Regions from separate parts of the Mus musculus genome. Here regions 2 and 3 are each linked to region 1. Evidence: chromatin contacts called from public promoter capture Hi-C data. All regions are on one chromosome and are shown on one strand. Each heading gives the region's core, a stretch centred on a gene start, on an enhancer-like site or on the middle of the called end of the contact. The rest is flanking DNA. Distances are from core to core; before and after follow the strand shown. Region 1 holds the start of Hdgf (heparin binding growth factor). Region 2 holds the start of Atp8b2 (ATPase, class I, type 8B, member 2). Region 3 holds the start of Il6ra (interleukin 6 receptor, alpha).

What was found. Promoter capture Hi-C pulls out the DNA fragments that hold promoters and counts their contacts.
Region 2: a promoter capture Hi-C map of pre-B cells shows a contact between it and region 1, with 2.9 times the contacts expected there. The contact joins the promoter of Atp8b2 here to the promoter of Hdgf in region 1. A contact is called at or near these places in 2 of 39 promoter capture datasets (hippocampal neurons and pre-B cells) and 1 of 9 other capture datasets (liver).
Region 3: a contact with region 1 is called in a promoter capture Hi-C map of liver, with 5 times the contacts expected there. The contact joins the promoter of Il6ra here to the promoter of Hdgf in region 1. A contact is called at or near these places in 2 of 39 promoter capture datasets (both in liver).

What each region holds. Positions count from the first base shown.
Region 1 is chr3:87,903,778-87,908,503 of GRCm38.p6, forward strand. Hdgf (heparin binding growth factor) reads left to right here and starts at 2,544. Exons shown (of 6, transcript NM_008231.4): 1 at 2,544-2,937. The coding sequence starts at 2,851.
Region 2 is chr3:89,960,807-89,965,532 of GRCm38.p6, forward strand. Atp8b2 (ATPase, class I, type 8B, member 2) reads right to left here and starts at 2,532. Exons shown (of 28, transcript NM_001081182.3): 1 at 2,351-2,532; 2 at 269-335. The coding sequence starts at 299. It also overlaps the pseudogene Aqp10-ps.
Region 3 is chr3:89,910,758-89,915,483 of GRCm38.p6, forward strand. It overlaps Il6ra (interleukin 6 receptor, alpha), which reads right to left and starts at 2,439. Exons shown (of 10, transcript NM_001310676.1): 1 at 2,198-2,439. The coding sequence starts at 2,282.

The sequences.
Region 1 (4,726 bases), core at 1,294-3,793:
ATTTATTTATAGATGAGGTCTTAACTGAATGCTAGAGAAATCATAAGGTCAGTTGCCCTTTCTTAAGGCCTTACTGCTCCAAAGGTGGCGGTTTGCAGGTGCTGCTCTGTCTAACAGCTTGTTAGAAATGCATACACCCCCAAACCTGACAAAATCTGCTCTCTATGAATTCCCAGTCGCAAAGAACAAAGGGAAGCCTGACTCCCCAAGGGTCTAGGCTTCTGCTCATGCTGTAACTGAGCCTCTGAGGTGCTTGGCTTGGCTCAGGGCAGCTGGGGGAGCGGAGGTAAGGACTGGATATTAAATTGCAGCCAAAGCCAGGAAGGTTTATGGCAACAAAAGGAACCTGCTTGTGGCGTGCTGTCTGCATGGGCCATTGAGGGAGGGGCCGGGAGGGCTGCTGCCAGCAGAAAACTTTCTTTGTGTGTGTGTGTGTGTGTGTGTGTGTGAGAGAGAGAGAGAGAGAGAGAGAGAGAGAGAGAAGCTGAGGATCAAATCTAAGGCCTCTTTCCTGCTCTATCACCCGAGTTCCATTCTCAGCCCCATCAAGAATTTAGAAGTTGCTCTTGCTCTTCCTCTCTGCCCCCCCCCCCCCGCCACCCCTCCTCCGTATTCATGGCTACTCCTCTACCCACTCTGCCTTTCTCTGTCTCTACTACCCCCTCAACTCCCCTCCCCATGCCCTAAATAAACTCTATTCTACACTAAAGTAATAATAACTTAGAAGTCTTACTGATACCTTTTAGCCAAGTGGAGAAGAGGGTAGGACCCTCAGTTTTAATTAAATTGGAATGTGCATGATTTGAGTTTAAAAACATGTAAAATTTCATACTTATAGGACACAAAAAAAAACTCATTAAACTTTTTTTTTTTTTTTTTTTTGGTTTTTCGAGACAGGGTTTCTCTGTATAGCCCTGGCTGTCCTGGAACTCACTTTGTAGACCAGGCTGGCCTTGAACTCAGAAATCTGCCTGCCTCTGCCTCCTGAGTGCTGGGGTTAAAGGCGTGTGCCACCACGCCAGGCATCATTAAACTTTTTAAAGAATTTGTGATTAGGGTTGAAGAGGTGGTCAGTTGCTGCTCTTCCAGGAGACTCAAGTTCAGTTCCCTGAACCCATGTGAATGGGCTCACAATGACCTGCGACTCCAGCCTCAGGGGATCTGACACTCTCTTCTGCACACCACACATGTAGCATGCATTCACAAACACAAATAAAAACTTCAAATCTGAGCTGGTGAGATGGCTCAGTGGTTAAGAGTGCCTACTGCTCTTCCAATGGTCCTGAGTTCAAATCCCAGCTGTTTGTGGACCATTTGAACTCATACATGGTGGCTCACAACCATCCCTAATGAAATCTGAGGCCCTCTTCTGGAGTGTCTGAAGACAGCTACAGTGTCTTACAAATAATAAATGAATAAATAAATATTAAAAAAAACCTTCAAATCTGCTGGGCAGTGGTGGTGCACCCGTTTAAGAGGGAGAGGCAAGTGGATCTCTGAGTTTGAGGCCAGCCTGGTCTACATGAGTTTCAGGACAGCCAGGGCTACACAGAGAAACCCTGCCTTGAAAAACCAAAAACAAACAAACAAAAACCAGAAACCTTCAAATCTCTTTAAAAAGAGAGTATGCAGGCCAGCCAGCCAGGGCTACATACTAAGACTGTCTCCCCCGGCAGTGGTGGCACACTTCTGTAATCCCAGCACTTGGGAGGCAGAGGCAGGCGGATTTCTGAGTTTGAGGTCAGTCAGAGTGAGTTCCAGGACAGCCAGGACTGCACAGAGAAACCCTGTCTTGAAAAATAAAAAAAAATAAAAAAAAAAGACTGTCTCAATAAAAATAAGATATAAAACAATTAGATATAAACAACAAAAAACCCATTGCACAGAGATGTAATTACAACAAAATCTTGTTTGGTTTGAGATCTGAGATCAAGTTTTGCGCACATCATTCCTTAGAATATAACCCAGGCCAAATACAGTCTTCAAATTAATACTATATATCTCCAAACTAGATTTAGTGGTATCCAACTGTCTTTATCGTTTAGGACCTCCTTATTCTAGTGAGGGTAATTGGTGATAGTCCAGATACAGCTGTTAATTTAGAGTAGACTGAAATGGTAGGACTCGAACTCTTATACCGCCACCAACAGAAGCACGTGGAGTGTGTGGGGTACACCTCTTGCCTTGGCGGTCTAACTAGTTAGAAGTCAGAGGCGCAGAGCAAATACGTGGGTTGGGACATGGCACGTGGTAGGGGGGACAGAGCGCAAGGCAGGCCACAGTAGGCCCCGCCTGGCCAGGGCATTCAGAGGAGCCCGGGGAGGGGCACGTGCAGCCTGTCCAGCGGGCGCCAGCTCCTTTTGGGCTGGCACCCACCACCCGCCCGCACACAAAGCCCGCTCGGCGCGCTCGGCACTCGGCTCTTCAAGCCTGTGCCTCTGAGCCCCGCCTGGCGGCCTCCAGGTTGGGTGTGAGGCCGGGGCAGGCTGTAGGCGTCGATTGGCTGCGCGCATCGAACCGCCGCGGGCGGGAGCGCGAGGGGAGGAGTGGGCCGCGGGGGGTGGAGGAAGCGGCCTCGCTCGCGCCGAGGAGGGAGCAATTGAATTTCAAACACAAACAACCACACGAGCTAGCGCTCCCGGAGCCGTGTGTTGCCCACCGCGCCCGGCCCTGTCCGAGCGGCGCGCGGGCGCAGACGCCGTGGCTGCCCCGGAGCTCGCGTCGGGGGCCGGCATCGAGGCGGGGGCCGCGCGAGGGCCGGAGCGCAGCGGCGCCGCAACCGCCGCACGCGCAAACTTGGGCTCGCGCTTCCCGGCTCGGCGCGGAGCCCGGGGCGCCCGCGGCCCCGCCATGTCGCGATCCAACCGGCAGAAAGAGTACAAGTGCGGAGACCTGGTGTTTGCGAAGATGAAAGGATACCCACACTGGCCGGCCCGGGTGAGTGGCGCGGCCGTCGCGGGCCCTGCTGCGGGTTGCATAACGCTCGGGAGGGCACGGCCGCCGAGCGCGGAGCGGGCGTAGGGGCAGGGGTGCCAGGCCTGTTCTGGCTGGCGGGAGCCCACCACCGCTTACATAACGGAGGCGATCGCGGCCGGCACCTGGCGGGCAGCGCCGCGTGCTCAGTTCGCCCTCACCCCTCCGTCACAGCGGCCGAGGCTTCGGGCTCACGGTGGCGGGGGGGGGGGGGGGAGCGGCCCGATGGTGTGTCGCTTCTTTCGCCGCGAATCCCAACCCCTTCTCGGAGCCCCGCTTGAGCCCTGAGTCTCCATTGATAGTTGCCTCCAGTTCAGGTTTCTCTGGCTGGACGAACGGGTGCGAGGGGTCTCAGTTCACAGAGGGTTAGGTGGATGTAGAGTTGGCGACTCACAAACTTTCTTGGAGCATTTTGGTAGGAACTCTGAAGTTGGGAGGGTCGTGAAATGTTTGGGGACGACTTACTTAAAAATGGTCTTGCCTGGCCTGGTGACTCTGCCATAACCGATTTAGCCCCCAGCTCTACAAGAACATCCCTCCATATGCCTCCAGCTCAGACTTGGAACTGGAGGCAGCAGGGCCCCCGTGTGCTTTGGGAAATCCAGTACAGACGACCTTAGCGCGGTGTGGGGGATTGTGGGACGCTGGAGTTTCCTCGGCTTCCCATTAGTGAGCGTCTCCAGTCAGGGAGGCCGGTGTCAGCCATGTGGTTGTTTGAACCCGCCAAGAGTAGGGCCTTCCCCATTCCAGCACCTGGCCAGGTGGGAGGGTGGGGCAGAAAGCCTGCTGTGTTTATCACCTTCCCTCCCAGGAAAAGGTGTGTGTGTGTGTGTGTGTGTGTGTGTGTGTTGGGGGGAGGGTTGCTTCTGGGAATTTTTCAAAACGATTGTAGAGGGGGCCCTTGATACCGAGTGAGGGCATGACTCAGCCCCTTAGGGTGTGGAACTTGTGTAAAAGAAATCCTCGGGCAGAAAGGCCTGGAGGGAGGGGTCTCAGGCAGGATTGCCTTGTGAATTTTACAGTATGGCTGACTGTTCATCTGGCTCAGTACGACTCTGAGGCTCCATGCTGTCTTCGTTCCTATTCAGGGTGTCAGGACACCTTGATCTTTGAGAAAACTCAAGTGGCCCTCCATATTCTCTCTCTCTCCCTCCATCCCAAGGAGTGTGTTCAATCCTACTTGCCTGAGCCTTGCTCACTGAAACTTTAAAATGGGTCAAGTAAGGCCTGGGTCTGGCCTGGGAGTGCAGTGCAGAGAGAGAGAGGCCAGACTCTTTCCAGAAGCTTAGAGGGCCTCGAGGGCCTGACTGAAGCTAGGCTTTGTATATGTGTGTCATGTAAACACTCATGTAATTTATTACCTTGCATCCTCTGATCCATTGGCTTCTTGGTCCAGATGCCAAGGCACTGGTAGGGAGGGCAAGAGCTGGACCCAGGTTTCTACTGCTTTTCCCTGCTGGGGGTGAGACAAAGTTCAGAGGTAAGCTATGTCTGAGGAAAGAGAAGTAGTTATGGAATGTTGATTTACAGAACCTTCTGGTATGCCTTATTTCATGAGATTTTGGGGCCCCATGAACAAGTCCCTCTGATTTTGGTGTTCCTTGGGTAGAGGATAGCCCTTGGAGTAGATATACCATCTATTATTTCTTTTCATTATGAGTGTCTAGGAGAGATGGGCAGGAGAGAGAGACAATTTCTTTCTATTGAAGCCAGGACTTTTGAGCTGAAGTTGTAAATGGGTCTCAAAGAGACA
Region 2 (4,726 bases), core at 1,282-3,781, 2.1 Mb after region 1:
TGGGTAGGCAAAGGAGGCCAGAGCCCAAGAGCCCAGGCCAAAGAGTAGGTATTGCAGATGCTTTTGAGTTAAGAGGTTGGTGACTAGCAATCACGGCCGAGCATCAGCCCAAGGATGAAATGAATTTAGCTTCTTAAACTACCCGCTCAGGACGCCTAGTCCTTTTTTCTCAGAACCATACTAGTCCTTCCTCTTCCCTTGGCTCCCTCAGTCATAACAACAGCCATTTTCATCATGCCCCCAGAGACCCACTTCTTGCCTCTCTTACCTGGGGGGCGCTTTTTTGCACACAGTGCCATCTCACCCAGCAAGGTTCCAGCAATCCATGGGAGACCCTGCAAGAAAGTAACAGACACACGCAGAATTCTTCACTGCCCACATCAGATGCCTTCTGAAAACTATCCTAGCTCTGCTCTGCCCTGCCCTCCCCACCTCCTCCAACTCCACTAACGCTCACCTTCCTGCACTGACATGAAAACCTGAGAGAAAAGGGAGGCCTTCCCTCTGTCCTGGAAAACATGAGGGAACTGAGAATTTACAGAAGCCAGAGCCTATAGGGAAAGGGCCTAGAAGAGACCAGATATAACAAGTGAGACGTAGCTCTCAAGGTATCCACCTGAGGAACAATGGCTGTCCCGTGTGCCGTCCTAGTGGCAATGACAGCTGCTGCCGGTACTAGAAAGCAGAATGTGCCCTAGTGGGTTGGGTGGAGAGCTAGGAACCAGGAAACACCTGGCAGAGCATCAGGAAGCAGGGTGGCCATGTTCCACCCTTCTAGAAAGCTCCTAATGTCCCCACCCCTACTTTCATTACTGGGGCTTCCATTATCACCTCCTCCCCAGGAGGGTTCTCATCAGACACATGGCCACCACTTCCTGCAGACAGTCCTCAAACCATTTCCTCTCAATCTTGTCCAGCCACCCTCTGGGGCCATCAGAGAGGTCTTCCCAGTCCTGCTAAGGGGTCACCATTCTCTCTCACCCCGAGTCTACTCCAGTCAGAATGACACTAAGAACAGGCTCAAGAGAGCCTCTGCTTCCTCCCACCCTCTCATGTACTTTCTCCTAAAAAGGTGTAAGTCCAGGCCACAGGAAACTCCTCTTCCTTCAGATGGAAAGCCTTGCCCCTCCTTAGTTCCCTTGCCTCTAGCCTGTCAGTCCCAAGAGATACTAATTGCCTGTCTGCCCAATCTCTGTAATTACTGACTGTGGTCCTAGCCCAGCCATCCTCTCCCGCTCTCCCTTCACTAATGTGCACTCCCTCCTTGACCTCAGAGCAGACAGTCCTGAGGGGCACTAAGTCCTTTTCACTCCTGACTCTCCACAACTGTGGCAAGCAACAGTGGCTGCCCCCTTGGCTCTGGAAGAAAAACCTCATGAACAATTTGGCGATGCCAAACCCTCTTCCAGGGCCCCAGCCAGGGTCTCCACCCAATCTAGAGCATGAGTCACGGGGAGGGTGGAGTGTGGAACCAGACGCTAAAGGAGAGGATGCAGGGTGGGCATTGCTGGCTCCTACCCAGCCCCACTCGAGTGGGAGGCTATCAAGCATCGTTAGCCCTAACATCTGGGTCTTCCTTCTTGGAAAGAGTTAACAGTGGAGCAAGCTGACCATCAAGCGTCAAGTCTGGATACAGATCAGGAAAGTACTTTTACCTCTAGGACCCTGGGGAGACTGAGAACAACTTTGGCCCCAATCCTCGAGAGGGGTGCAGTAACAAGGTCCCCCTCTCAGGATATCCTGGTTTTCTAAACCGACTAGGCCCACCAGCCACGTCGCCTTGCCCCGTCACCCTACCCCAGCCCCCTCTGCAGCCACATCTGGGATAAAAATAGCCAGCCATGGGAAAGAGGCAGCGCTCCACGAAGGAAAAAAGACTCCTCCTCTGGGTCTGGCCTCCGCTCCTTTCCAACCAAGAGCCTTTTCAGGGGAAGCTAGCAGATAGACGAGACAGGAGAAAACAATAATACCGGAGGCCACCTTCCTTCCCTCTCCAAGGACAGTATCCAGGACCCACCACACAGCTCTGAGCTCCCAAAGCTAACATCCCTGGCACCCTTGGTTTTCCTGGGGCACAGAGAGACCTCCACCTTCCCGGGACAAATCCTATCAGCCCCAAACTCCCTCTCTAGGCACCTAAAGGCTGGCACCAGGTTACTCCTCACACCCCAGCTCCGCACGCCCCTTCGGGGCCCCATTTTCCCAGCTTGCGCACAGCTACCGGTTCTCTCCATCCTGGTAGCCCTTCTCTCCAGCCTCCCACAGCCGCTCCCCGTGGCACCGCTGCCCGCGCCTCCCAGAGCCGACCCTCCCGGTCCACACCCCCGGCCCCACGGTGGCAGCGCCTTACCTTAGCGCTCCGCGCGCGGCGCTCGGCCCGGCGGCCCCGTCCGGCCCATGCCGGGGGCTGGGGCGGGGGCGCTCGGCTCCGCTGCCCGCAGGCTCCCGCCCCCCCACAGCAGCCCGGCTCTCCTGACCCCCCCGGGGCCCCGGCCCGCTACTTTGTGTCAGTTTCGGCCGCGGGGCGGAAGTGACGGCTGCGGCCACGGGCGGGGGGCGGGAGGGGCTTTGGGGAGGTGAGGGGCGCGGCGTGCGCCATCTTGGTGCGTAGGGAAGGGGGGGGTCCCAAGCTCCAGCCGGGACACGCACACAATCGGCGAGGCTGGAGGACGCTGGGATGCTGCTGCTTTATTTTGGAAGCCAGAAACCGAGCGAATGCTGCTTTCTCTGCCAGAAACCATCTTCGGGGAGGAGCCTGATGCGGGAGTAGTGATGAAGAAGCCCCGTAGCACACTTCTCTCTAGCCCAAGTCTCTGCTGTGCTTCCCTCCTCGCCCTGGCTCATCTCAAGGCCTTTCACTTCCTGAAAAGGCACAGCTATGCATTGACTGGGAGTTGTGCCTCAGTTTCTCCACTTGGTTCTCCTGACGATAAGTAGTTGACTTTGCCCCTTACCACATTCCCTTGGGTGGTATATTACGCGCGCGGACACACACACCTCGAAGAACTATCTGAGGTCGTTGGCGCTCCTGTCAGGCCAAAGGTAGGAAACGTAGAGATTTCCCGAGCTGGCAGCCAGAAGACAGGAAGATAGCTCCGAGGCAGAGCCCTTGCCTAGGCCCTAAATCAAATCCCTAATGCCACAAAGTACGAGTGGTTTTGTTGTGTTGTTGTTGTTGTTTTGAGTCAGTGGGAGGGGATGTCTCACTATGTAGCTCTGAAAGGCCTGAAATTCTCAGAGACCCTAGGCGTGCTCCATCACTTCCGAGTCAAACTTAAACTGGGTTTTGTTTGTTAAAAAGATTCACTCTTAAACCGGGCGTGGTGGCGCATGCCTTTGGTCCCAGCGTGCGCCTTCGATCCCAGCACTCCGAGGCAGAGGCAGGCGGATTTCTGAATTGGAGGCCAGCCTGGTCTACAAAAAGTTCCAGGACAGCCAGAGCTATACAGAGAAACCCTGTCTCGAAAAACCATTAAAAAAAAAAAAGATTCACTCTTGTTAGGTGTGTTGAGTAACACGCTGAAGTCAAAGCCGTTATGGTCTGCATAGAAGATTTCAGTACTCCATAGGGAGACCTCGTCTTAAGACGAAAAAGTGAAGAAGGGAGAGTAGAGGAAACCAAGCTTCTCTCGAGAAGCTCCCAGGCCCTACCCCTCAAAGGATCCTAGGATCCCTCCACCCACCCGATTCTAGAAACCTTCCCAAAGCCAGCGTGCACACCCTCTGGCGGCTCCTTTAAGGAACTGCGTGCCTGGAAGCTCCCAGGGTAGAAGACCAGTCTGGAGTCCTTCAGGAGTGGTAAACAGAAGTGTCCTAGTCTGGCATAGTAATACAAAGAATATCTGTCTTGCGTGCTGGCCAGCTCATGGTGCTCTTGCAGAGTGGGATAAGATTGGTCCTTGTCACAGCTTACACTCCAGCTGAGCTAGAGTAACCAAGTCTGAAGCCTTGAGTTGAGATGCCATCACCTTTGGAAATGGTTCTAAATCCTCAGGATGGTGCAGAGCCACCAGGAGCTGGTATTCGGCTGTGCCCAGGGTGGCCCCCACCATAGGAGCCACTGGAGGCACCCACCACCAGCCATTACCAGCGCTGTAATGGAAAGACAAAGGGAGGGGTCAGAGGTGGCTCTTAGACACACCTCTTCCCATAAGCCAGGACTAGTAAGGCAGGCCCTCACACTATTCCTGTCATGACATCCAACAGTGAGCATGGGTTCACATTCATGAATGGGAAGCACTTAGGAAGCAACCCCCAGCAGAACTTAGTCCAACCTCTAGTCTTGCAGAATAAACTGAATAGACTTTTTTACGGATGGAGTCACTAAAGCCCAAAGTAGTAGTATGGCATGCCCAAGGACACCTCTGAACCTACTATATGCATGAAAAGGGGGAGGGGGGATGCAGGAGAGCTATGAAGGAAGGGAGAACTTGCCAGCTGAAGAAGGAACACTGTTCTAAGAATACAAGGGCAGTATGTAAGTGGATAGAACTCAGGTTGGACATGGTAGCACATGCCTTCAATCCCAGCACATGGAGGGATCTCTGCCAGCCTGGTACATAGTGAAACCCTGTCTCAAAAAAAAAAGGGGGGGGGAGGAATCTGGAGAACCATGGACAAAGCTATTAATAGGGGTAAATGGAGGACTGTACCAAGGGAAGCTGTCTCCTACCTGAAGACGCCAGGGCCCCAGCCAGCAAAGTAGTGAAGATCCTTGGGCCCAGGT
Region 3 (4,726 bases), core at 1,189-3,688, 2.0 Mb after region 1:
AGGAAAGGGGGACTGAAGCCACCCATGCCCAGCCTGTCCTCAGTCAGCAGCGCCTAGAAAGTTTGACCTGGCAGAAGCCTCAGTCCCAGCTGGTCCTGGGCCCCAGGTGGAAGAAGACACAGGAGTCCTAGCAGGCCCTGGAGGGGCAGACTATGAAAATCCCACCTGTTGGTGCTGGAGTGATGGCTCAGCAGTTAAGAACACTGGCTGTTCTTCCAGAGGACCCAGGTTCAATCCCTGCACCACATGGCAGCTCACAACTGTAACTCCAGTTCCATAGGATTTGGAACCCTCACACAGACATGAATACATGAAGGCAAAAACCCACTAAGGATGATGGATGGAGGAGAGTGTGTGTGTGTGTGTGTGTGTGTGTGTGTGTGCGTGTGCTGAGCTATCTCGCCTGCCCATATATATATGTTTATGTATATCTTCCACCCATGGGTTCCCCCCCAGAGAGCCATCTCCATCTGGCCTCACTTCTCTAAAGCCAAACATCTCAGTCATTTGCTCCACACTTCCTGTTTGGTGCTTGTTTCTTGATTGTCACTCTCCAGTTTGTAGCTGTGCAAGTGTGGGTGTGGGAGATGGGCTGGGGACTTCTCTGCCTCTTCCTTCTAAACTGGCAGGGCTTTCACTTCCTCCCCAGACTCCCAGTTCTGCCTTCTAAAGGCTGTTTGGGTCAGAAGACACCCCCACCCTTGGGTGTCCTTTCTGAACCACAGGAAAACAGAACTCGCTGTCTCCGAAGTGCCTTGCAGCTCCTTAGGAACAAAGGGAAGTGGTGGTGGGGGCGCTGGGGTATGTTGAGTAGTAACTGAGACAGGCAGAGAGGCCCAGTCCTGCTCTCCCAAGATGGAAGAGAGGACCTCAGTCCTGCCTGGCACCATGAACAGCTAAGCGGGGATCTTCTCTTTCATCAGTGTCTTCTCCCCCAGAATCCCACCAGATGATAGTGGTGCTCAGCCTACCCCAGACGCCCTCAGCTGTACCCACAGGAGAACACTGAGACACGGAGGGGCCTGATGCTTCCCATTGCATCTCTCTGAACCTCAGGCTCCTCCCAAAGCTTTATGTCAATCCTGTAGAGGATTAAAAACGTGTAAAATACAGGGTGGGTTAATACCTGAAATCCCAGCACTCAAGAGATAGAGGCAGAAGAGGCACAAGTTTGAGGCCAGCCTGGGTTATGGGAGAGCCTGTCTAATATATATATATATTTTCTTTATATATATATATATAAAGAAAATATAGGTAGGGGTAACAAACCAAGCTTGAGGAATTCTACCTTCCAGGCAGAAAGAAAGCCTGGAAGCCACTGTCCCCACGACCAGCACAGGATAAATCTCCCCCATGTCCTTTGGCTCTTTCTATGTTGTTGAATAAGCCCTCAGCCCCTAAAATAACCTGTAGAGAAGCAGTCTCCCAGTTCCTCCAGAAGAGACCAGGCAGGCTGCTGGGCCTGAAGCCAGAGCCCACAGAGAGGCCTAGACCTACAAGGCAGAGTGCAAGGAAGGTAAACACAGTGCCCCTACCCTACCCTCCGCCTGGTCCACCTGCTAATCAGGGAGGGCTGGGGCAGGGGGCGGAGGCACAGTTCCAAGAGGTCCCACATCCTTTGCTGTCAAACTCACAGGATTGGGATGGATGTGGGTGTTGGCATTCTGCATGCTAGGGCTAGTTGGCTAAAGGAGTAAGTTTGTGAGGCGGGAACACCCATGACTCAGAGCCCATGATGTCAGACCCTTCACCGTCGGGTCACTGTCATTACACACGACATGGAATGTAGTAGAACTAAGGAAAGCCACGCGAGGTGCCACAACTAAAGCAGAGAGAGCCAGTGGCATAAAGGACTCTCCAGAAGGGACTACTACTGTTCCACTAGGGCGCGCCCTCTGGGTATCTCTTTTTGGAGCGACCCGGGATGCAGTTGAGTAAGACTGGGAACACTGGGAACCAGACACCAGAGTCAGGTTTCAGGAAAACACACTGTCCTGTACTCAGACTTGAGGTAACTGGCCAGACACAGACAGGAGCACGCAGTTATAGGCGCTAGACGCAACAGGGGGCGCGCGAACCTCCACCGCGTCAGCACAGGTGAGTCAGCCCAGGCTAGCAGCCGGTACCGGCGGGGCTCACTCTGCGAACGGAACCAGACAGTGTCACATTCCCCACGCCCGCTCCGGGTTCCTCTTACCCAGCGCGCGGCAGCTCCCGAGGACCAGCGCGACCGCGGGCGCGGCCAGCAGGGCGACCAACAGCGTGCAGCCGACGGTCAGCATGCTTCCTTCTACGCGGGACGGCGGGCGGCAGAGCGGCTCCGCAGCCGGGGCCGGGCGGCCGGCAGACTGGGGCAGCGAGAGCAGTCGCCCTCGGCCTCGGGCTCCACACTCAGCTCGCACTGCGAGCGCTCGCCCCGGCGTGGCTCAGATCGGTGTGGGCGCGACTTCCCACATGCACGTGACACACAGCAGCCGGCCGTCCTGGCAACAGTGAAACATTTGAGGAACCGGTGCTGAAGCTCCTCTTGGCAGCCCCGGCTCGCGGTTACGAAAGCCCAGTAGGATGGCGCAATCGGCCAGCGCTCCGGGCCACCGGAGGGGGTTACTTCCTGCAGCCGCGCCACACCTGAGCCCCCAGGGACCCCCACCAGGGCCCCTCCCCAGGTTTTGACGCTGAGATAAGGAGAAATATCCCCCTCCTTCCTTCCATCCGCGCCTCCGCTTGAGTTTTGCTTTCATGAGCGCCAGCCAGTGGCTCTGGCTGTTAAAGTAGAAGGCAGGTCAGTGTCCTGGGTGCTTACGGGAATCAAACAGGGAATCCGAAAAGACACCGATGTCTGCTTCGAGCCCAGAGATTGTGATTTAATTGGTCTGAAGGAAAACTTAGGCGTCCATAACCTGAGAAAAAGATTTCCTCTCATCTTCCAGTGGAGGAGCAGCTCTTTGAAGGCTACTGCAGAGGCAACGAAACCAGTGTGCGCTTTTGAGTCTGGCCCAGAGACACATGTGTTACCCTCCTCAAGATTGCTATCCCGATCCGGAAGTCTCAGTTTTCTCACCTATTAGAGATGTATTTTTAAGCCCATGATAAAGATTCCTGGAAACACTGTCGATGTACCTGGAGCCTAACTGCTCAACAAGGAGTAGGGCTTTGATTACCCATCATGACTTGACTGGACACAAAGGAACCGGCGTTTGCTATTTACCAGACTCCACCAAGGTTCCCTTCCAAGCTACAGAGCTTGAAGCTACAGGGCAGCTTCCCATGCAAATGCAGAGGGAAAGAAACACACTGAAAAGAAAATTTAGGGCTGGTGAGATGGCTCAGCGGTTAAACGCACTGACTGACTTCCGGAGATCATGAGTTCAAATCCCAGCAACATGGTAGCTCACAACCATCTGTAATGAGAAACAAATAAAACCTATGGGCCTGAGCGAGCCGGGCCGGAGCAAGAGGGAGAAGGGAAGGGATAAGAAAAAAAAAAGAAAGAAAAGAAAATGTAGATGGGGAGCCCTGGACCTACACCAGTATGTTTTAATGTATTCTTCCATTTCAGGGTTCAGCTGATTAGAGTCCATGGGGCAACTGGAATGTGTGTGTGCTGGCTGAACCCCTAAATAAGACATGACCTTATTTAAGCAACATGCTGGCCTCAGACCTAGGCATCCACCGCTCTCTGTGGATGTCAGAACCAAACCTGTACCCAGGACAATGGGATTGGTTTTGATGGCACTTCCTCAGCCACGCTATAAGTCGGAGAGAAAGGCATGGTTGTTCTCTCTCCCTGTGGTGGGGCAGGCATTTGGGAAGCAGAAGCAGGTGAATAGCTGTGAGTCTAAGGCCCTGTCTAAAAAAAATACATATTTTTTTCTCCTGCTATTTAAAATGGGATTAAATAGCAAGAGGATGTGGTAGTACACACCTGTAATCCCAAAACTCTGGAGGCTGAGGCAGGAAGATCCAGAGTTCGAGGCAAGCATAGTGGAACTTGCCCTATCTTAAAAATATAATTAATTTCCAACAGACTCTCATTGTGCTGCCTCCTTCCTTTCTGTGGTAAACAGAGACCTGAAAATAATTGCAGAGAGACAAGTTGCTGGCCTGAAACAGGAAGGCTACAGAAGGCTGCCAGCTCAGATAGAAGGAATGTTGAAGGCAAGAGCAGACATCTCAGACACGACCCGGCAACCCTGGCCAAGTGGCTTCCCCCCATCCACCCCGTTTTGATCCTGGAGTGTGGGGGGGGGGGTGTTCCATAGTCAGATGAGTTTAGTTCCCATCCCAGGTCTACTGCTTGATAGCTGTAGGATTTGGGCAAGTTATAGTTAATTTCTCTGTGTTGTTTAGATATTTCTCAACCCTAATTTTAATGATGGTTTTTAAACACTTTAACCTCCCTCCTAGAGGCAGTGGAAATGGAAAGTTATTAGGATACAGGAATTAGGTAGTTAGGATATTAGGAGGTGGATCTGTCTAGAAATTGTTCTTTGGAGCAAATCCCATCCACTTGCAAATACTTGATGAATATAGCAGCAGTCCAGGTCGGTAGTGTCAGGATAACAAACACAAATCAACAGCAGTGTTGGCACAACCTAGCAGAAACAGCCAGGCCTCGGCCGAATCTGCATGAGTTAGCAGGAGTGATTAGGCCTGGAGAAGTTCTTTGCCTTACTTCTCTTAACAAAGTGAAGATCAGCGAAGAAGACCAGGAAGCATTGCAAAG